Regions from separate parts of the Sus scrofa genome. Here region 1 is linked to region 2. A link is a contact called in public HiChIP or PLAC-seq data. All regions are on one chromosome and are shown on one strand. Each heading gives the region's core, a stretch centred on a gene start, on an enhancer-like site or on the middle of the called end of the contact. The rest is flanking DNA. Distances are from core to core; before and after follow the strand shown.

Region 1 (6,612 bases), core at 1,106-3,605, 740 kb after region 2:
TTCCAACTCCATGAAGAATTTAATGCCTGCTTATTGAGGGTCTACTATGCGCCAGAAGCTTTCAAGGGCATTATTTTATTTTCACTCAACTGTTACGATAACCTCAGGGTCTTGCCACAACACTATGTGTTTTCCACACTCAGGCTGGCGGGAAACGTGCAGGCATATTTTCAAAAATGACAAACATTCAGGAGGACTCTGTAAGTTTTTTTAAGTATCTTATTTGATAGGTATGTTCCATAAAGGAGAAAAATCAGAACCTCCTATTTTTTTAAATATGAAAAATATCTTTATTAGACCAACTGGTGCAAATAAAAATGCAATAAATATAAATCCTTCTGTCCCTGAAGAAGATCATGCTTTATCAAATCCCTGCATTTATTTCATACCATTTTATTTCATTTCAGAGCTGGATAATCTATAGGAATTACATGATAATTATTTTAAATTCAGATAAAGAAACTTAAGCAATTCCCTAGTGTTACAAATCTCTAGTTTTTCTCTCAAAATATTTAAAGAGTTAACATCCATGTTTAGAAAGGTTTTCAAATGTCATATTTAAGTACTTCCCCCCCCAAGGTCTTTATCATCCTTTTACTAATTAATCAATCTGATTGCTCTGGCCAAAATAAACTCCTTAGCAAAATTACACTTCTGTGTTTACTATGGTGCCACTGTTTATAACAATTGGATTCCAGGAAATAAAGCTGCAAAACATGTTTGGGTAAATACATTTTAACATCATCCAAATGGGTCCATTAACCTCATTTACAAAATTATTAGCAATTTCTGTTGCAAAGCAAACTTTCACTTCAGCAGACCATTGTACCAATCTCTTGAGAAAAGCTCAGTGTGTTATCCCAATTTTGTTCAACTCTGGAGAAATTTAAAATTGACCTTAATAATTAACATACAGCTATTTCCCAGGGACCCAGCATAACTAAATGCCAGGCACTAAATGTGGAGTAAGGACACCTAAGTTTGAATGGAAACTCTTAGTTACAAGTGACATTTCTTGACTTAATTGGCAAATGATACCCATTTTACAGAACTATTTGAGGCTCTGATTTCATAACCTGTGTGGACTCTCTTCATAAACAGAAAATTAATTATTCTACATGGGGTTAAAATACCCACAGTTATGCCTGAGCCAATAAAAGACAACTATAGCAACAGCCAAACTACGGTTTGAAACTCATGCTTTGTCTTTCCCCTTGAGTTGGGATTTCTGCTTTGTCTCAGAATAAGTCAGAGCTTATTGATGCCTCAGCAGATACTGAGCCCGCTCTGGGTCCCCTCACACTGTTGGCCTAGCCAGGCACCCAGAGAACCTGCCTGCTGCTAACAATGCTCCACCCCACCCCGTTCTGACCTCTCCAGGATAACACAAACTTTCTCACCTGCATTTCAAATTAGTTCATTTATGTACAAGTACTTATTTCCTATGGCTTTTGCAACTGATTCTCCTCAAAGTATCTTTTGCTATGATGGCAAAATATGGCACTATTGGATAATTGCTTATTAAATAGTAAACTTAACAACCTATATGCGAAAATAATCTGAAAAGGAATGGCTGTATATATATGTACAACTGATTTACTTTGTTGTACACCTGAAAGGAACACAACTTTGTAAGTCAACTATACTCCAAAAAAATTTATTTTTAAAAATAATAAACTTCATTACCAAGTCACATACACAAAAAAGGGTGATAAAATTATTCTTTCTAGGAGTTCCATCGTGGCGCAGCAGAAATGATTCTGACTAGGAACCATGAAGTCATGGGTTCAAACCCTGGCCTCGCTCAGTGGGTTAAGGATCTGGCGTTGCCATGGCTGTGGTGTAGGACAGCAGCTGTAGCTCCGAATCAACCCCTAGCCTGGGAACCTCCATATGCTGCGGGTGCGGCCCTAAAAAGAAACCAAGCCCTAGGATGTTTTATTGACCATCCACATCACAGTCATATAGGATACCAGACAGAACACAGGTTTATCTAGAGGACTCAGTAGTCTTCATGCCATTTAAATTCCCAAGGGAAATGTCACCATGCTGACGCATGAGCACAATAAGCATATAGTCAGCATTTGAATACGTCTGGATTTACTGAGGAACCATGGTTTTGACACTTCCCCTTTCGTTTCTCCTTTTCATCCACAGTACATCCATTGTTACTCGGTCCAGTCCTAAAGCAAGAGTGCACCACGTGGTACATGTGTTGGGGGGGAGGGGGGTTGTCCCACCTGTGAAGTCAGTTTTGAGCTGTTTCTATTTGACCCTCAAGCCTCATCCTAGTCTGCATCTGAATGAACTAGATGCAGGGAAGCAGAGCGTAGATGAGGGAAGTAAATTTATCTGGATGGGGATGACAAGCAGAAAGTGGCCATTACTCACGATAGCAGTGCTCGACCTCTATGTGAGTGGACGGGGCAAGCAAGGAGCTTTATAAGAAATATCAGGTTAATGTTACTCATAAGTTAACAGCTTACGTTTTAAGGAATGTAAATTAGCAGGTTTATTTCCACTACGTTATTTTGCAAATGATATCATCACCACATCTCCTGTAAATAACAAAAAAGAATGCTTTAGGTCCTCTGAGATAAATTCTGGAAAGAGAAAATATGAACGTATTCTGATCAAAGAGCTCAGTGATCTAAGGTGAGATTAAATTAACAAAGTATCATTCATCTCTCAGCTGATTTCACAAACTTCTCTGTGGCACTGCTGGGTGAATGGGGCTCTTTCAGCTTGGTTAATCAATTCTAGATAAATAACCTCCAGTCAGGTCTTTGAGCTCTCTTCCTTCATGATTCTGGGGAACACTTTTTTGAAGATATCATGGACCAAATAACATTTGTGCTCTCTGAAGTTCTTGGCCAGGCCTCTGAAGTCACGTAAGGGGGATGCCTCTGAAAGCTGGACAGCCTTGCTGTGAAAGCAGCAGCCAGGATTCAGCTGATAACAACAGCAGATGCAGTTCAACTCTCTGTGGCTGAAGTGCTGAAACTGTATTTGCATCGAGTCTCTAAATTCTCGTGCATTTGTTTATTCCTTCATTTGGAAGTTCTTTACTATGTTTCATTTCAGAAAACTGCCATGAGAAGAAGTGAGCCTGGGCAGAAAAGATACCGTCTGGAATAGAGATGGCACAAAAGAAAAACCATTACAGAGAGCTTGTAAGTTTGCTTTGCTTTTATTGTCTACCTTGACGAAACTTACAGAACAAATGCAAGGACAAAAACATAGCTGATGTTGGACTTTTTTGGCAAATCTATGAAGGACCTTATCATTACCTGGGAGCTGACATCACAGCTCAGTCTCTAATTATTTCCATTTTGTTCTTGCTCCCCAGGCTTGTTTCTTTCCCAGCCATGACCTCAGTCCAGTTCTCCACTCTGCTTGTGCTATCTGCTACGCTGACTCAGCTCGGGACCCTCCTCCCAGGGCACCATTTCAGAAGTGACCTTCTCACCCAGAACCTAGGTCACTACTACCACTGTAGAACTGGTTCCAGAAAGCTTGCTGGCAAAAGTCATTGTATTCAGCATAATAAAATTTATGAAGCATAATTCAAACATGGCACAAGACATAAAGAGATCAGACAGACAAATGAAGACTGTGAACATATACTTTAGTAGATTCTATACATGTAACTATATAACTATATATATGTGTGTATGTGTATATATATATTCCAGTGTTATATACATAATTCATGAGACTTTAGGGAGATTATTTTGTTTCCTGAATTCTTGATATACATAATATGACTCAGCACCTCAGATCGACCAAAAGATTAATTATAAAGATACGGAGGCCCCTGAGTAGCTAGTTGCTTCATTTTCTTCTGAACAGGATTAAAAATACAACAGATTTGTTATTAGTCATCGGACACTCTAAGATGATAAGTCATGGTCACTGACCTTTCACGCCACTCTCCTAATCCTTGTCAACTGCTACATAAACTCATGCTCCAGGAAAACGAGGCCCGTCCCCCCAGCAAAGGTTCCCCAGCTCCTTTCCCTAATGGTCCCTGGCAGCAGAAAGTGAAGAAACTTCTGAAAATCCACAAGCCAAGAATCTCTGGAATGCTGGTATCACCCAAGGAGCTAACAATCTGAAGAACAAGGCTGGTGAAGACCGCTGAGGATTTTCTTGCCCCTCTTTGGAATCCTGAGGAGCTGAGCAGACCCTTGATGCCACCATCTACACCCCAGACCAGCAGGGGGCAGTGTGGTAGAAGCCACCCCACAGAAGAAAACCAGTAGTTCACAGCAGAGTCCAAGACCAATCCAGGTAGGGCTGCATCAGCCATTCTGGATTCCAGAAGATGAAACAAAAGAAAGCACAAATTCTAGAGGCAGCTTGACTTCAGTTCCATCACTACTGATAGCTGCATGATGTAACCTTTAATAAGTGACTTCTTGATACCTATCATCGTCTTTTTTAAAATGGAATTATTTATATCTTCTTCATACGGCTATTCCGTAATTTAAAGAAGGTAACACATTATGAAACTATTTTTGGTACATTGCAGTACTGCTTCTTACAACTATATGGACTTGACAAGTTATTAAACCTTCCTCACAGGGGTCTTATGAGTTTTAAATGAGATAATACATGTAAAGTATTTGGAATCATTCCCAGTAAATGATACCAGCTGTTTTTAATAATAGCAATAAATGTTACCTATTAATATTAGGAATGAACACTCAATAAAGACAAGCTAGAATCATTATCATTTTTATCACTCAGAGACTATAAGTGTGTTAGAGAAACATTTCACGGAATTTTCTAAACTCACCAGATCCACTCATTACAGAACTTAAATTTTACCTTCCTTCCTTTTAATCAACTTGCTTTAATCATAATGTAATCAAAATGTTTATAAATAGATATCTCAGGTCATGCTAATGGGAGCATTTCTGAGACTTCTTCATGCTTAAACTTAAGCCAAGAAATGCAAAATAACTCCCCAGAACCTACACGGCTCTTTCCAGCAACAAGATTATAAAGATTACATTTATACAAATGCCGAGGTATACCCATGTACACAGGCACTCCAAATCAGTTTGCTCAGAGGGCTCAAATTTCCATAGGCTTTGGCAGTCTGAAGTAGCTGGATTCCAGTGAAGCTGTCTAGGTAATGCACTGGATGCTTGCCATATCATTTAAAAATCAAAGAACTGCAGGAACTTAAAGATAAGTCTTTTAATTCAGCTTCTCACCCAATGGAAGCTTCTTCATCCGCAAAAATTCCTGGTCAGGATCTCCTTTTGGGAAGAGCTTGCTCAGTGACTGACCAAGGTTGGACAACCATAAACCTTACAGTTTTTTCACATATTGAATTAATATTATCTTCCCAGAATTTTCTATCATGTAGTCTTTTTTCCATCCTCTGAATTAAGAAATCAAGCCAGTGCCCTCCTCTTCAGGAAGACTCTTCACAAGCTTGAAAACAGCTCTCACACCCCCCCTCAGTTTTTTCATCGCAGTTCTGCTAACCAATCCCTACCCAGTCTTAACCACTATTATTGTGAATAGTACAGTGGAAATATTACCTCCAGGGTGGACATCTGTCATGCTTGCCTCTCTAGTATCCATTTCTCTCTGCTTCTATTCATAGAATTCCTCTCCATATGGGAACCTACCTCAAGTGGTCTAGATAGAAGTAATCCCATCTGCTGCTATTCATCCTTCCAAATCAAGAATGGGCACCTGACCTAGACACAGTCACCTTACCCTAACCACAGTGTTTGGTGTAGGGATGTGATCTAAGCCAGGTCAGTGAGCATGCACTTAATGTCTCTGCTAGAACTAATAGGAAGGGGTTTCATTTTGCCAGGTTAATAAACACATTAGAAAACTGGACAGCCACATGGAAAAGAATGAAATGAGAACACTCCCTAATACCATACACAAAAATAAACTCCAAATGGATTAAAGACCTAGATATAAGACCAGACACTATCAAACTCCTAGAGGAAAACATAGGCCAAACACTCTCTGACATAAACGACAGCAACATCTTCGCACATCCACCTATCAGAGTATTGACAATAAAAAGAAAAATAAACAAATGGGACCTACTCAAACTTCAAAGTTTCTGCACAGCAAAGGAAACCCTAAACAACACAAAAAGACAACCCACAGAATGGGAGAAAATCTTTGCAAGTGATTCAACTGACAAGGGATTAATCTCCAAAATTTATAAACACCTTCTGCAGCTCCATACCAAAAAAACAAACAGCCCCATCCAAAAATGGGAAGACGATCTAGACAGACAGTTCTCCAAAGAAGGCATACAGATGGCCGAGAAACACATGAAAAGATCTTCAGCGTCACTCATGATTAGAAAAATGCAAATCAAAACCACGATGAGGTACCACCTTACACCAGCCAGAACGGCCATCATCCAAAAGTCTACAAACAAGAAGTGCTGGAGAGGGTGTGGAGAAAAAGGAACCCTAGTACACTGCTGGTGGGATTGTACTTTGGTGCAACCACTGTGGAAAGCAGTATGGAGATTCCTCAGAAAACTAAACATAGAACTACCACTTGATCCCGCAATCCCACTCCTGGGCATCTATCCAGAGAAAACCACGACTCGCAAAG
Region 2 (6,569 bases), core at 762-3,261:
GCCTCGGGTGCAGCCTTTAAAAAAAAAAAAAAAAAAAAAAAAAACATTTAAGCAGCTGCAGAAAAATCCTGGGAAGAATTCTGATTGGCCTGACTTGGATCATGTGTCCACCCCAACCAGACACTGAGAGGTCCAGCTGGTCTCAGGCCCACCTCTGGCCAGCATGAGGGCTGCACTGACTGTCAACTCACATGTGAATCCTCAGGGTTTGTGAGGAGTTGTTAGGGGTGGTGAGCAGTTCCTTTGAAGAAGTGGGAACAGTGTTCAGGCAGACAGAACAGCTACCTTATGCACAGCAAAGCCAAGCTGCTGACACTGGGTTGTGGTGAAAGAAAGTACAGTGTTCACTGCAGGGCACCAGGCAAGGAGAACGGGTAGCTCGGGCTCAAAAGACCTAAACTCCCAGTGGCTTTCAGGCAGGATTTTTTAAGGCAACATTAGGGGTGAGGGTTTTAGGGTCCATATCAGCTTGTGTGCAGTATTTTGATTGGTTAGAGGTGAGGTAACAGGTGATGTTTCGAGAATCTCAGTCATCAACTTTCTGGTCCCACCAGTCTATGGTCCACGTGTGTGTGGTTGGCAGTTTTCACCTGGTGGGGCCCTGGCTTCCGTAAAAACAACTTAAAAATGTGAGTCAGAAGCTTATCTATAACCCTCAAGGAGAAACGAGGAGTCTTGTGATTCTTTTTATGGCTGACTTATTATTTAGGTTATTATTGCTTTTTTGCTTGACCGCTTTTCCTTTGTTTCTGCTTTTCCATTTCTCTAATCATTAACTGCTTGAGTCTGTTGTCTGTTTTTGGTTTTTTTTTTTTTTTTGCTTTTTAGGGTGCCATGTGTGACATATATAAGTTCCCAGGCTACAGGTTGAATCGGAGCTGCAGCTTCCAGCCTACACCACAGCCACAGCTCACGACAATGCCAGATTCTTAACACACTGAGTGAGGCCAGGATGGAAGCTGCATCCTCATGGCTACTAGTCAGTCTTGTTACCACTGAGCCAAAATGGGAACCCCTTGAGACTGTTCTTTGGAACTCGGGGAAAGCCTAGGAGACCAAAGCTTTTCTATAAGCAAGAAGTGGGGGAAAACAGGAGGTCTGTCCCTGGGGAATTCTCTGTAGGGTCCAGCTGGGTTTCAAGTGCACCAGACCTTAGGATGGCCCCATTCTCCTCCACCCCCCAATGCTGGCCCCACCTGAGATGGGAGCTGTGTGTTTATTCGCTGCTCCCTTCATTGCATCCACAGACAGCTGTCTGTGGGAGGAAGTTGGAAGGGGCTGCTGCTACAGCGCCCGAGGTATCATTGTGTTGATCTTGCTAGTCCTGGGACTGTGGCCAGATGAGCACCTAGGTGGGAGACTGCCAAACCCCTGTGGGGGAGGAAGTGGCTCTTCAGAGTCTAAAGGTGACCTGGTTCCCTTTCAGTCACTTTTGAGCCGATGCCCTCAGGAAGCTCTCTGGATCACGACAGCTCAGCCCAGCATCTGGCAGCCAGGCTGAAAATGAAGGGTCGAAGGTCTGACCCAACTTGGTAATTACTTTAATCTGAATTCCTGAGGAAACAACGTCACCTCTCTGTCCTCATGGAGGAATGACGCACCTATCCCCCTGCCCAGAAACAGGAAGGGTGCTGCGGAACTAAACAGAGGCAGATGGGCACAGCACTCAGAAACCAGCTGGATGCTGTATTTACTGACCCCATGACTGACAGACACCGACCGGCCGGCTGACTGACCATGATTGATGGGTTGACTGACACTGACTGACAGACACTAAGAGGCTGACTAACAGATGCTGACTGACAATGATTGACAGATTGACACCAAGAGACATCAGCACGCTGACTCTGACTAACAGGTTCTGATGACTGACACTGGGTGACTGACTCTGACTAACAGGTTCTGACTGACTGACTGACATCTACTGGTTGACCAGCAGACACTGACGGACACTGACTGGCTGAATGAGAAGATGACAACTGTGGTCAGGGCCTGTAGCTGTGGGGAGTGATGACTCAAATAGGATTGGAAAACCGCAATAGTGTTGATTTTATCTGAAGTCACCTTGCCCTTGTCTTCAAGTGTCTGCTTGATTACGACCAGCCACAGTAAGCCTTGAAGAGTTTCACGGCTGCCATTCCTGATGAGGCAGGCTGTGGAGGCATTTTTTTTCTCCAGAGGAAGAATGAGAAGCACAGGATGGAGACAGGACGTCTCTCCTTATGGCAGTGTGTTCTCCAGACGGGCCCCTTTCTCTCTCTCTTTCGGGGGCCAGACATTTCCTGCCTGCTCCACGGTGCTCTGGCTCTGAATGGTCACTGGTGGCTCCTATCCCAGCTCTTTCCTTGTCATTAAGCTGGATGTCCCTAACAAGATGCACACCCTTCCATGGTTGGGATTCTGTCTTTAACCTTGTCTCTCCATCAGCCCAGAGCCCAGGCAGGCAGGGCCAGCAAGGTTATGTTACAGAAACAAAATGGTCCCCACCCCCCAATGAAATCACAGAGTTCATTTCGCTATGTGCTCTGTGTCCATGGTAGGTTGGCTGGACTCTGAGTGCAGAGACCGCTCTCAGATGGCCAGGTTCACTGCTGTTCACATTTCATTGGCCAAAACAAGGGACATGGTAACACCTAACTCCCTTGGGGCAGGAAAATGCAGTCCTACTGTATGTCGGCCTATGAGAAGCCTGTTTGGAGAATAGCAGTACGACCATTTGCTTGTGGTTTAGAGAGAAATGTTTCTTGTTTGAAGACCTCATTGGAAGGAATGAGTCGATGCAGGCTACATCCATTTAAGAGAATACTGAAAGCAAAACAAACAGACAAAAAGCACACTGTAAGCCACTGAAACCGTATCTTAGGAGGGTGTTAATGGCAGAAAATGTGGAGTGTACATTGAAAAGTAGGTTATAAAAAAGAATGTATCAGAGTTCCTGCTGTGGCGCCTTGGGTTAAGAATCTGGTTGCAGCGGCTTGGGTCACTGCAGAGGTGCAGGTTCTGGCCCCAGCTCAGCAGCAGCATAAGTGGCAGCTGTGGCTTGGATTCAATCCTCTGGTCCAGGAACTTCCATATGCTGTGGGTGCAGTCACTAAAAAAAAAAAAAAAAAAAAAAAAAAAAAAAAAAAAAAAAGAAAAGAAAAGAAAAAAAAGACTGCAACATATGATCTCTTTTTTTGGTTTGAAAAATACACGTTTCCAGCAAAGAACCAAAGAAAATTTACTCACAGATCAAGAGAATATATCTGGGCAGGGAGATTATGATTACAGGTGACCCTCTCTCTTTGGTTCCTATACTTTTCTAAATCTTCTACAGCTAGTAACTTTGGTAACAGAAAGAAAAAAAATTCCTTGCTAAACAAACAAAATTCCTTGCCTTCAAAAAATAATAAAATACACATTCATTATAGAAGATGCAGAAAATGCAGGCATCTTGAATTGACATCTGATAATACCAAGCTGTAGATCCTTCCAGACCTCCTTCTGTACATGCATGCATATTTATTTATTTATTATTATTATTATTATTTTTGCTGTTTTTTCAGGGCCACACCCTTGGCATATGGAGGTTCCCAGGCTAGGGGTCCAATCAGAGCTACAGCTGCCATCCTACACCACAGCCACAGCAACATCAGACCCCAGCCCCGTCTGCGACCTACACCACAGCTCACAGCAATGCCAGATCCTTAATCCACGGAGTGAGGCCAGGGATCGAACCCGCAACCTCATGGTTCCTAGTCGGATCGCTTCTGCTGCGCCACGACAGGAACTCCCACCTGCATATTTAAATAAAAGAAAATCCTCCAGGGCTAGAGGCCGGGTAGCACTAGGCTGATGTCAGTCTGGTGAGCATCCTGGGCAGGCCCTGGTCCCCAGGAAGTTGGAAGGATCTTGAGAGGCACCATCCCCCACCCCGCACAATCGCCTGTCTGCTGGCTGCAGCGGCTGTTTGGCCAAGACCCATCGTCTCAAGGCACCCCAGGCACGAACACTTAGATCTGGGAGGGACCTACTGCAGGGCGAGCGGGCCGCTCTCACTGCGGAGGCCTCTGGGACCTACCGCCTGGGAGAGGAGGGAGATGGACATTTCCCATTCTCTGTTTGTGTTCTTTGAGTTGATTCAGCTCCAGGGAATTTTTTTGGTCAATTCCTGTTTTAAAATAACTCTTCATGATGGGTTTGGTGTAAATACAGTTGATTTATGGCTCCGCTGACCTTTGATTTGTTGGCACAGCCCTGCCCGGGGCCCGGGGCTTTCCTCGGCTTGTTTACCCGGAGTGAGCTAGGAGCCGCTGAGCCAAGGAGGGTTCCCTTTTGCTTCCGCCCCAGGTCCTGACCGTGTGGCCCCTGCCCTCAGGGTTCACACCCCGGTCAGAGCTCAGCCTCATCTCAGACAGAGTGGCAGTTATCCTTTGGACTCCCTGGACCTCGTCACTCATCGTCTCTAGCTTTTAACCCCTTTCCAGAAACCTCCAAGGAGACTGACCAGGGCTTGTCGCATGGCATGGCTGCCGCTGGCTCCTGCCCGCTCCTTGCTGGGGGCTGAGCCAAAGGGATTCTGATGGGTTAGCCTGTGACAGAGTCTCTGAGCACAGCCAGGGCCTGTGGCCCCCTGGACCCTGGGACTCAAGCCTCCTTCTTGGGGTGAGGGCTGTGCTAGAGTCACTGCCTCTGGTGGGAGGACTCAGTGCTTCTCCATCCAGAGGGAGCCCGAAGGATACTCCTTCCTGGGAGGCTTGCTCAAGGCAGAGTTTTCAGATCCAAGACCATTCCAGGCAGGGATGGACAGTTGTTTTCTTTGTGAAGCAGAAGCAGAAGGCATGGCTGTCTGCTGGGACTGCTGGGGGGATGAGGATTTTCACATAAACTTTTTCCTTTTTATGGCCACACTTGCGACATATGGAAATTCCAGGGCCAGGGGTCAAATTGGAGGTGCAACTGCAGCCTACGCCACAGCCAGAGCAACATCGGATCTTAGCCACATCTTCAACCTACACTGCAGCTTGTGGCAATGCCCGATCCTTAACCCACTGATCAAGGGCAGGCGTCAAACCCACATCCTCACAGGGACATCAGGTCCTTAACCTGCTGAGTCACAACAGGAACTCCAACACATAAATTTTTATAGCAGATTTATTTGTGATAGTCAAATACTGGAAACACCCTGAATGTCTATTATCAAGTGACTGAATAAACAGCTTGTAGCGTAACCATGCAATGGAGTGCCACTCAGCCGTGTAAAGGAAAGAACGGTGTAAAAGCAGGTGTAACATGAATTAATTTCAAAATAGTGATGCCGAGTCAAAGAAGTCCATCAAACAGGAAAAGCTACTGTATGATTCCATTTCTGTAAAACTCTAGAAAATGTAATCTGATTTCTGGTGCCAGTTGGGAGAAGTAAGGGGGGGATGACTAAAGGCTACAGGGCGTGATGAGAATGTTCTAAATTTGATCATGACGTTGGTTGTACAACTCTGTGCATGTACCAAAAACTGTTGCGTCATATACTTTAAATGGGCGGCTTGTAGGTATGTGTATTATACCTCAATAAGCTGTTACAAAAGCAATAAGAAAAGGAAAAGAATGGAAGCCGGTCTGAGGGACAAATCTTCCTGTATCTCTCTGTGGAGCAGGGACCACACTGCAGAAACATGTGGCTGGCTCGGAGTTCCTGTCGTGGCGCAGCAGAAACGAATCCGACTAGGAACCTTGAGGTTGCGGGTTCAAGCCCTGGCCTCGCTCAGTGGGTTAAGGATCTGGCATTGCCGTGAGCGGTGGTGTAGGTCACAGACACAGCTTGGATCTGGCGTCGCTGTGGTTCTGGTGGAGGCCAGCAGCTGTGGCTCTGATTAAACCTCTAGCCTGGGAACCTCCATATGATGTGAGTGCGGCCCTGAAAAGACAAAAGATGAAGAAAAAAGAAAAGAAAAGAAAAGAAAAAGAAATATGTGCCTGTAGCCTGGGTCCCTGCAGGTTCTACCATCTCTAAGGGCTTTTGTTAAAGCTGCTCCTGCAGGGAACTGACCGCCCTGTGCTCCACAGTGGCGACAGCCTGGTCCCCCCAGGAGAGGGCACTCTGTTGGCAATAATCTGAGCGCAGCTCTGGGTTGTGGGCAGGGCTTTGCCCCATGACAGTACTGTTATGACATTAAGGGCTGCAAAAGCAGTGACTTGAAGCAGCCACCAAGCACCCACTGTTACTGCGCCACCAAGAAAACATCTGGGGTCCAAAGTTGCCACTGACCCTGGCCTTGGAGTCCCTGGGCCACAAAACCATGGGACAGGTTTGTGGGTGCAGAGCTGACAAGGTGTCTAAACCAAAGGAGACAGAGAACCTGGAGCCACTTGGGCTCCTTGGGCAGGGCAGGGATCCTTAGGTGACAGGTTGCCCGGGACTGTCCCAACTTGAGCGTTCAAAGTCCCCTGTCCCTAGGAAACCCCTCAGTCCTGGGCAAACCAGACAGTGGGTGACCCCGTTTCCTCACACATCGATGACCCCTGAGGCAAAGGGCCAGATCCAAAGAGTCCCGAAATGCGACCTGAAAGTGCTTTTGCCCTGTTTCCATTTG

The links. HiChIP or PLAC-seq counts read pairs in DNA pulled down with a chosen protein or histone mark.
Region 1: a contact with region 2 is called in an H3K27ac HiChIP or PLAC-seq map of alveolar macrophages. The contact joins two enhancer-like sites. A contact is called at or near these places in 1 of 47 Hi-C or Micro-C datasets (embryonic fibroblasts) and 1 of 2 datasets of contacts at active chromatin or transcription factors (alveolar macrophages).

What each region holds. Positions count from the first base shown.
Region 1 is chr1:17,239,001-17,245,612 of Sscrofa11.1, forward strand. All of the region lies in intron 2 of LOC110259965 (a long non-coding RNA gene), which reads right to left. Among named protein-coding and RNA genes, the nearest start is that of UST, 100 kb to the left of the region's middle. Within about 2 kb of position 2,356, at least 7 of the 83 cell types and tissues checked have an H3K27ac peak or open chromatin away from gene starts, as enhancers often do. A contact at or near this core is called in alveolar macrophages, where this site is marked.
Region 2 is chr1:16,499,835-16,506,403 of Sscrofa11.1, forward strand. No RefSeq gene overlaps it. Among named protein-coding and RNA genes, the nearest start is that of ZC3H12D, 40 kb to the left of the region's middle. Within about 2 kb of position 2,012, at least 13 of the 83 cell types and tissues checked have an H3K27ac peak or open chromatin away from gene starts, as enhancers often do. A contact at or near this core is called in alveolar macrophages, where this site is marked.